Regions from separate parts of the Mus musculus genome. Here region 1 is linked to region 2. A link is a contact called in public HiChIP or PLAC-seq data. All regions are on one chromosome and are shown on one strand. Each heading gives the region's core, a stretch centred on a gene start, on an enhancer-like site or on the middle of the called end of the contact. The rest is flanking DNA. Distances are from core to core; before and after follow the strand shown.

Region 1 (3,961 bases), core at 779-3,278, 1.9 Mb before region 2:
GAGAGAGCAACCAGGTAAAACATCTGATAAAGGCTGAGGTTAGTCTTTAGACTCTCCTAACCTATAATTAGGGCAAACAGGGAAGACTGGGGAGTCTAGGGCCCTCATTAAGATGACTGCTTAGAGAAGGAATGCAAAACGATCCAACAGGTTAGCCCTGCTTCCACACCCACCACAAAAACACAAACATCAACCTCCACAAAATACACACATACTCACACACACAGAGACACATAGCCATGCATACACACTCACACACAGACACACATTCACGGTCTCACACACACTCACTCATGGTAAGTCAAGGAAAACAAAGCCTACACAGGAGGGAATGAGTTCACTAAAAACCAGAAATAGAAAAGAAAGAATGGGAAAGTACACAGAAAGCATAACTATTAAATGGGCAAAGGTCAGTCATTATGACTGTCTTTGAGAATCCAAGCAAAACCAAGGGACAGTATTTAAATCAATGAATAAGTTGTACAGGTAAAAGTTGACTAAAGTTTAAAATAACTAGCATGTAAATACTTGTAGTTTGAACAGCAATGACCAGTAGAAAAGGGAAGTTTAAAAAAAAAGCTTTTTACAAAACATCAATGTCAGATCTCTAAAAGAAAATCAGAACATTTTTGAGAGTTAATGGAGGTAGGACAAAGAGCAGTAACTCAAGTTTAAGGCTGGGAAGATGATTCTAAACTGTCAATTCTCTCTAGGTTGTTCTATCAAGTCATGAATCCGAACAGAATTTTTCCATGAGACTTAAATATTCTAAAATTAATCTGCCCTCCTCTCTGCATCTCAACCACCTTGATAAAAGAAAGAAAGGTGCTTGAAAGTGGAAAGGAAGGGAAGGGATACCCACAATGGGTTAATAAATGCATAGTGACTGAATGCATGCTGACAATTCAAGTGCTCTTCAACATAAGATGAGATGATGAGACGATGAGACGGGGCACTTTTCTGAGTTGATCACCTGGCTAAAGAACTAGTAAAATGCTGAAAGAACTCCCTAATACCTCAAAAGAGGAAGATGAACCACTACAACCCACAGGCTCAGAAGCAGACAGGACGTAGTGGAACATAGAGGTAATAGCATGTACAGAGCTTCTCTGAGGCTGAGGAGTGTCTTTGGAAGTAGACAGAAACAGGAAGTTCTCAAGGAGGCTTGAGTAAATGGAGCCTGGTCCTTAGAGTGTGACCATGGGCAGCACATCCATAAAAAGAGAGCAACAGAAAATGCTTCTAAAAGGTGAAGAACAATTCCAAGGAAATCAACCATAAAAGGGCAGAACCTGCCGGGCGTGGTGGCGCATGCCTTTAATCCCAGCACTCTGGAGGCAGAGGCAGGCAGATTTCTGAGTTTGAGGTCAGCCTGGTCTACAAAGTGAGTTCCAGGACAACCAGGGCTATACAGAGAAACCGTGTCTCGGAAAAAACAACAACAACAACAACAACAAAAGGGCAGCACCACATTAGATACGATGCTATAAGGCAGATTTCTAAGTGATCAATTACTTATAATTATCACTTTTGTATTATAAAAGAGTTGTTTATGAGATAGTATTGAGAAAATAATCAATTCTTTGCCCTAATAGTATTTGTTATCCAACCATGTTAAAGGGAAGAATATTTGATTAGACATCAGGAGATCTTAGGTTCTCTTCCTACATTCACTGCTGTCCAGGCTTAAAATTCAAATTACCTAGAACTTGCTTTTTACATGTGAAACTGAAGAGGAAGGGATGAAAGTGTATTATGTAATGATCTCACTCAAGCCCCAGCAAAACAACTTGGGTTCACTCTCCCAGTGCTGGAAGAGGGGACTCATAAAGACTGGAATGCACTTTGCTTGGCTTCATTCCACTTTTGATTTCTCAGCCTTAGTTTCATTACCCAACAAATCCACTGGGTGGCAATAACACTGAGTAAAAATAAATGGCAAGTTTAGATTCTCAGAAACTGTCTTCTTCAGAAGCTAATGTTTACAGCTCTCCCTTCCCTGTTTTTATGAAGTCACCAGGCTGCTGGGGCCAGTAGAACAAAGGCCACACACAAAGCCTGAGAGTGGGACCAATGACTCCCAGAGGAGGTTCAGCTATGATCTAGGTCCTTTGCCACACAAAGCAGGCTTTACCAATCAATCCCTTACTGATTCGAAAGAAAGTGAGACAACTGGGAGGGGGAAGATAAGCTACTAAAATACCAAGTTATTGAAAGTAAACAATGGAGGTAGAATTCCAGCCTTAGCTGAATGCCCAGGATCCTACAGCAAGCTGACACCTGTGAAGAGAACTAACCCGAAGGGCCCTTCCTTCCTCTATATACTCACTAGTACAAGAAATGGTGCTTTCACTGTTTTCTTGATAAGAGAAAGGGAGCACCGTCAAGGGAGCACCATCAAGCTGACTCCTTTTTAGAACAGGCTAATATAAATCATCTTCTAGTCACTACAAAATGACACTAGACAGCTGTAGCAATGCCCACTTTGGGTTTTATATCAGGGTCACTCAGATCTGTCCCTTGTAGCTTAAACCACCCATGAGGAGCTGGGAGTGTGGCTCCACAACAGAACACTTACCTAACAGGTATTTGTCTCTGGGTTCAACCCTTGGCACCATGAAATAATGGTGCCACCCCATACTGGCTCTTATCTTAAAAGAGAAACAACAGAATTTCATCCAAACTGAGTTAAAAGAGAAAAAAATGGCATTTAAAGTAAGTATGAGGTGTTTTAAAGTATACAAAGATAAAAACGCTTCTTTGATACAGAAGGTTGAAATAAAATATCAGAAAAGCACCTGAAGTTATTATAATTTTTTATACATGCTGTAATGGCTTATTTTAACTGTTACCTGGGCACAGCCTAGAGTCAGCTGGTTGGGAAAGTGAAGGATAATCTAGAACAGGTGTGCCTGTGTGGTCAATCCTTAGGGAATTGTCATGGATATGTTAATTGATGTGGGAAGACCAAGTCTAAAAGTTAGTTACACCACTCTGTAGGGTTGGTTCCTGGACTGAATAGAAGCAGAGAAAGGGAGTTGAGCTGGAGGTATGGATGTATTTGTTTTCTCCGTTTTTGACTGTGGATGTGCCTAGCTATTTCAAAACTTGCACCTCTGTGAATTCCTTGCATTGATGGACTATAACCTGCAACTGTGAGCAAAAACAAACTCCTCTCTCTCCTCTGCTTCCTTTTATCAAATGTCTTATCATAGCAACAGAAATGAAAATAAAACACAGACCCTCATGATCCAACCATATTACACATAACCAGAACCAGAAGTGACAGCTCCTGCTTCTAGTCCCAGAACTCCAAAGACTAAGACAGAAGGATATCAATGAGTTCAAGATCAGCCTGCACTGCAGAGTGAAACCCGATCCCCCTCCAAAAAGTAAAACACCTGAAATGTGAAATGTTCTAAAGTCAAAGCTTTTGTGAGTATCAACCTGACACCATGAGTGGAATATTCCATGCCTGACCTCATGGGATGAGTCACACTCAAAACATAGATGCAATAAAAATATAATGTATAATTACCTCCAGGCAATGTGTGTAATGTATGTGTGAAACAGAAATGAATTTCATGTTTAGACTTGGATCTCTTCCCTACTGGGCCTCTTTTTATATACATGTAAATTTACATAAGAAGTTTACTTAAGAAAAATTTAAGAACTTAAAATAGTTCTAGTCTCAAGCATTTAGAATAAGGGATTCCTAACCTGTATTTTTTTCCTCTGGAATCCCCTCTCCATGCCTTTCTTGTCATGTGCAAAACATTGCTTCTTTCTGGGGACTGACTCTCTTCCCTCTCACACATCTTTACCTCCAGGGACTAAAAGAGACAGACTCATATCTTTGATTCCTTTATTCACAATCTCTACAGCTGTAGTATAATTAAAAATGGTTGAGAGTAGTAATTATCAATGAAGGAGATTCTGAGCTACAAACACCCTATGAAAA
Region 2 (3,986 bases), core at 1,475-3,974:
TATTCCTAGGTAATAATTTCACAATAGTTTTCATCTCTACATTCCAGGCACCAGCCTCCGCTTGGCTCCGTCAGGTAATAACACACTCCCATTTTGGTAACCACAGGCATCCGTGTTCACTGCACCAGTGGGAAACTCTTGAAAGCATTTCCATGATTTTAAAAAAAAAAATGTTTTTTGTTTTCAGGGCTATTTTCAGGTTGTCTTCCCCTCTTCTCAATCCTCACTGAATTTATTCCATCACTTCAGTGGGCAATTTGACTGTTGGTAGAATCCTGGCATAGATCTATGACTTCCTAATTCCTTTCTAGTGACTCAATCATATTCCTTAAAAATAAAGAGGAAGCCACCACCTAGGTGTGGAGTTGCCAAGAGATCAGAGGGTTAGAAATGGGACTGAGGGTTCACTCATGTCCTGGCTGTTTGTTTTCTCTGATTTCCAACTCCCCAGCTTAGCCACACAAGATTCCCGACTCAAAGACCCATACCCAGCTACAAGACATGTACCATCTCCTGCTTTGGAAGGTGTTAACATCTCATGAAGCATTAATAGAGAGAATAAGTTGTGTTTAGGGCTCATCAGCAAAGCCCTCAACAGCAGACTTGAAGGCTCAGCAGGATCTTCTGAGGCACCTACTCATGGTGAACTGCCTACATGGCTGCCAGTCAAATCTGGGACCAGACCCAGACATTTGCATTCCTAATTAGCACAGGTGGCAGGTGGACTTTAGCTTTGAGAAACAGATGAAGCAGTCACTGGCACTTACAAACCAGGTAAAAAAACTGTGCACACTGAAACACACCAGGAACAATACACTGGAGCATCCACCCACGGGCAACAGGGAAATAAGCATGTATACATCCGACCCATGTAAGCACGAAACTGCCAATTCCATACCCATTTCAAGTTCCTTAAAAATGCAGGTGTCCACATAACCTTCACCTAAATGAAAACCAAACCAAACCAAAAAAAAAAAAAAAGAAAGAAAGAAAAAGGAAAAGGAAAAGAAAAAAAAAGAAAAAGAAAAAGAGAAAGAAAAAGAAAAAGGAAAAGAAAAAGAAAGAGGCCACAATTCTGAGTCCAGGTAGACTTTTAAGGTAAGCAATTATTTTATTTCCCTGGCCTGACAGCATTGACTTCAAAGTACCAGAACCTGAAGCTGACAAAACAGACGTACAGATTGCTCCCAACAGGGAGGACGCTCTTCATTGGTAGAGATGAATTGAAATGTCATGTGAGAATGCAATGCCTGCCCCTCCCCCCACAGAGTCCCTAAATGAAATGAATGAGTAAAGCCCCCATGAAACTCTGGCGCCCCTCTCACTCCATCTTCTTTGAATAGCAGATGCCACGGAGGGAGACAGCTGGCCATCGCTTAGCATTTGCAGTGCGTGTGAGACCCAAGAGACTGCAGCAGGGAGAGGACGAGTGGGCAAGTGGGCAACCTAGCTTACCTTGTAACCCGGACCCTCCACACACAGACACGCTGCCCCTGTACATGAGAAAGGTGAAGGAAATGCTAGAGGACTGATCCTGAGGCTCCTGAAAGTCCAAGGTACTTATGGGATGAGGAGCAGGACATGTTCAACCCTGAACTCCAGTTTAATGCCATCCAAAACGCTGGCAATCATAACCGTTCCCGCACGGCCCTATTTTCCAAGAGGACTCTAAACGTCTAAACGTCTGTTCGAATGTCTCCTGCCACAACTGGGGCGGAGCTATGAAGCCTGGGTGGAAGAAAAGGACTAGGAGAGGAAGGTATGGAGACAGAGGTTAGGGGTACAATGCTTCAGTGACAGTGGGTATCTTTTGGTCCCTTAGGTGTGGTCCCCTACGGCATTCTTTTCCCCCTTTGCCCGTGCGGCTTGTACAAATGCCAAAAATCAAACCTCTGCCCAAAGAGCCGGCAGTTGCTGCTAAATTGTATTCTTCTCTAGCGGCCACTTGCCCTCCTCCCAAACCTCTGATGAAACTGCACGAGAGAAAGCTCACAGCAAAGCTGTGATTCATGTCGTCCCCATCCCGCTCTCACAGCCAATGCAACACAAGTTCTTCCTGGGCTGAGGAAGCAGAGAAAAGTAACAATTGAGCTTGTGAAAAAAAGACGACAGCGTGTGCGGTGTGATGTTTCCCGATGTCTTCACCTTGCGTCTCCTCCATGGTTGGGAGCCCTCCCTCTGGTTCCCCAAGTCCCACGCGCACCCCTCCCCTACCCCCAAGTCCAGGTGCTCCCATCTGCTGGGCTTCTGCCTCATTTTCCATAGACACTTTCATCACTGTAGGCCACATACAGAAAATAGTCTTCCTCGTGGTTGTCCTAAGAAGAGGAGACAAGACGACAATTCAGAAAATACTAAACATTCATGTTTATAATCTCTGATTCTGAGCCTCGAACAATCTTATAAAGGAGGCGTGGAAGTCAGCATTATTCTCATTTAAAATATGGAACAGGACTTGGGGTGCAGCCCAGTGGTAGAACCTTGCCTCAAATGTGTGAAGCCCTGGGTTTACATTTTTAGCATCAGGAAAAAGGAAAACAAAGAACAACAAAAGGAATAAAGAATGTATCTCACCAACAGCAGAAAAATAACCAGAGTAAGCCTTACTCCTAGAAACAACCATTCTCCAGTCAACTTTAGCCACAGTGGTCTGCAGTGGCTACAGAACCTAATTGGTCAGGATTACTTAGTGCCTGGCCACACATGAGTCATCTAAATTGCCCCCACCAACACTCAAGGAAGAAGAATGAATGTCAGACTCTGAGGAAGGGCGCGGAGAGGTGTGGAATGCTGGCTTCTGGGCATGAGATGGCTGTTGTAATCCTGAACTCATAGGCAGCTTTGGTTGATTTGCAATGCACCGGCCCTCCGCAAAATTGGGCCTATCAACAACATCCCATCATGACAGGGAGCGGGTTTCTCAGGCCTCACCCCTTTCTGAGAATCTATACTTGATTGATAGTTGAGGGGGACAAGGAGTCATCTTCTATTGTAGAAAAGTGTCCATCCATGCTTCCGTAAACAAGCTGAGTGCTCTCCTTTAAATAACTGGGTTAACAAAGCAAGACTGAGAGGGGAAAGCGACAGGGTAAGATGTGGGGGTAAATCTGACTGAAATATGTTATGTACAAGTATGAGAACAAAAAAAAATAAGACCCATTTATATAATGAATATATGCTAATAAAAGACACTGGGAAAAAAAAGGCTGGGTGCAATGATGTACACCTGTAATCTTAGCATGTGAGAGGCTGAGGTAGGAACATTAAAGCTTGAGGTCAGCCTGGGCTACCTGGCAAATCCCAAGCCAGCCTGAGCTTCTTGTCAAGACTCTATCTCAGAGACCCAAAGTAAAACAAAACAAAAAAGATCTCCAAAGATGAACAGGAATGGATAAATGAATTAAATGTCAAAACATAATACAGCACACCGTGTGAGCTGTCGAGCCCTGCCTGGTAAGCCACCCAGTACCATCAGTAAAATTCTTGCAAGTTTTTGGCATGATTTCAGAGCTTTCACAAACAAAACATTGCGAAAATAATTCTTACCTTGAAAAAAAAATTACTCTTAGGCCGGGGGCTGGGAGACATGGGTCAGTGAGTAAAGGCTTGCCTTGCCGTACAGAGGCCCCGAGTTCAATTCCCAGAACCCAGATAAAAATGGCATGTGTGATGTTGTGTGCTTGTAACTCCAGCTCTGGGGAGGTCAGGAGGATCCCTGGGGCTCACCGGCCTGTCAGGCCAGCCTATCTGTGTGTTCTAAGCCAATAATGAAACCTTGTCTCAAGAGAGGCACACAGTGTTCTTGATGAAACACCCTGAAACTGTCCTTCGATGTCCACCTGTGTGCGCACATCCATGTACACTTGCAAGCACACACACACACACACACACACACACACACATTTAAAAAAAGGAAAAAAAAAAACTCCTCACTCTAGCAAGGAGAGCACAGAAACCACAAAGCATCTACTGGCATACATACTCAC

What was found. HiChIP or PLAC-seq counts read pairs in DNA pulled down with a chosen protein or histone mark.
Region 1: an HNF4G HiChIP or PLAC-seq map of pancreatic cancer cells shows a contact between it and region 2. The contact joins two enhancer-like sites. A contact is called at or near these places in 5 of 39 promoter capture datasets (cranial neural crest, frontonasal cranial neural crest, liver and 2 more), 1 of 15 datasets of contacts at CTCF or cohesin (large pre-B cells), 2 of 484 Hi-C or Micro-C datasets (cerebral cortex and pro-B cells) and 9 of 115 datasets of contacts at active chromatin or transcription factors (astrocytes, double positive thymocytes, embryonic forebrain and 6 more).

What each region holds. Positions count from the first base shown.
Region 1 is chr6:131,416,943-131,420,903 of GRCm38.p6, reverse strand. No RefSeq gene overlaps it. Among named protein-coding and RNA genes, the nearest start is that of Ybx3, 30 kb to the right of the region's middle. Within about 2 kb of position 2,028, at least 75 of the 459 cell types and tissues checked have an H3K27ac peak or open chromatin away from gene starts, as enhancers often do. A contact at or near this core is called in pancreatic cancer cells, where this site is marked.
Region 2 is chr6:129,539,434-129,543,419 of GRCm38.p6, reverse strand. It overlaps Gabarapl1 (gamma-aminobutyric acid (GABA) A receptor-associated protein-like 1), which reads right to left. Exons shown (of 4, transcript NM_020590.4): 4 at 1,089-2,318. The coding sequence ends at 2,253. Among named protein-coding and RNA genes, the nearest start is that of 1700101I11Rik, 8.1 kb to the right of the region's middle. Within about 2 kb of position 2,724, at least 23 of the 459 cell types and tissues checked have an H3K27ac peak or open chromatin away from gene starts, as enhancers often do. A contact at or near this core is called in pancreatic cancer cells, where this site is marked.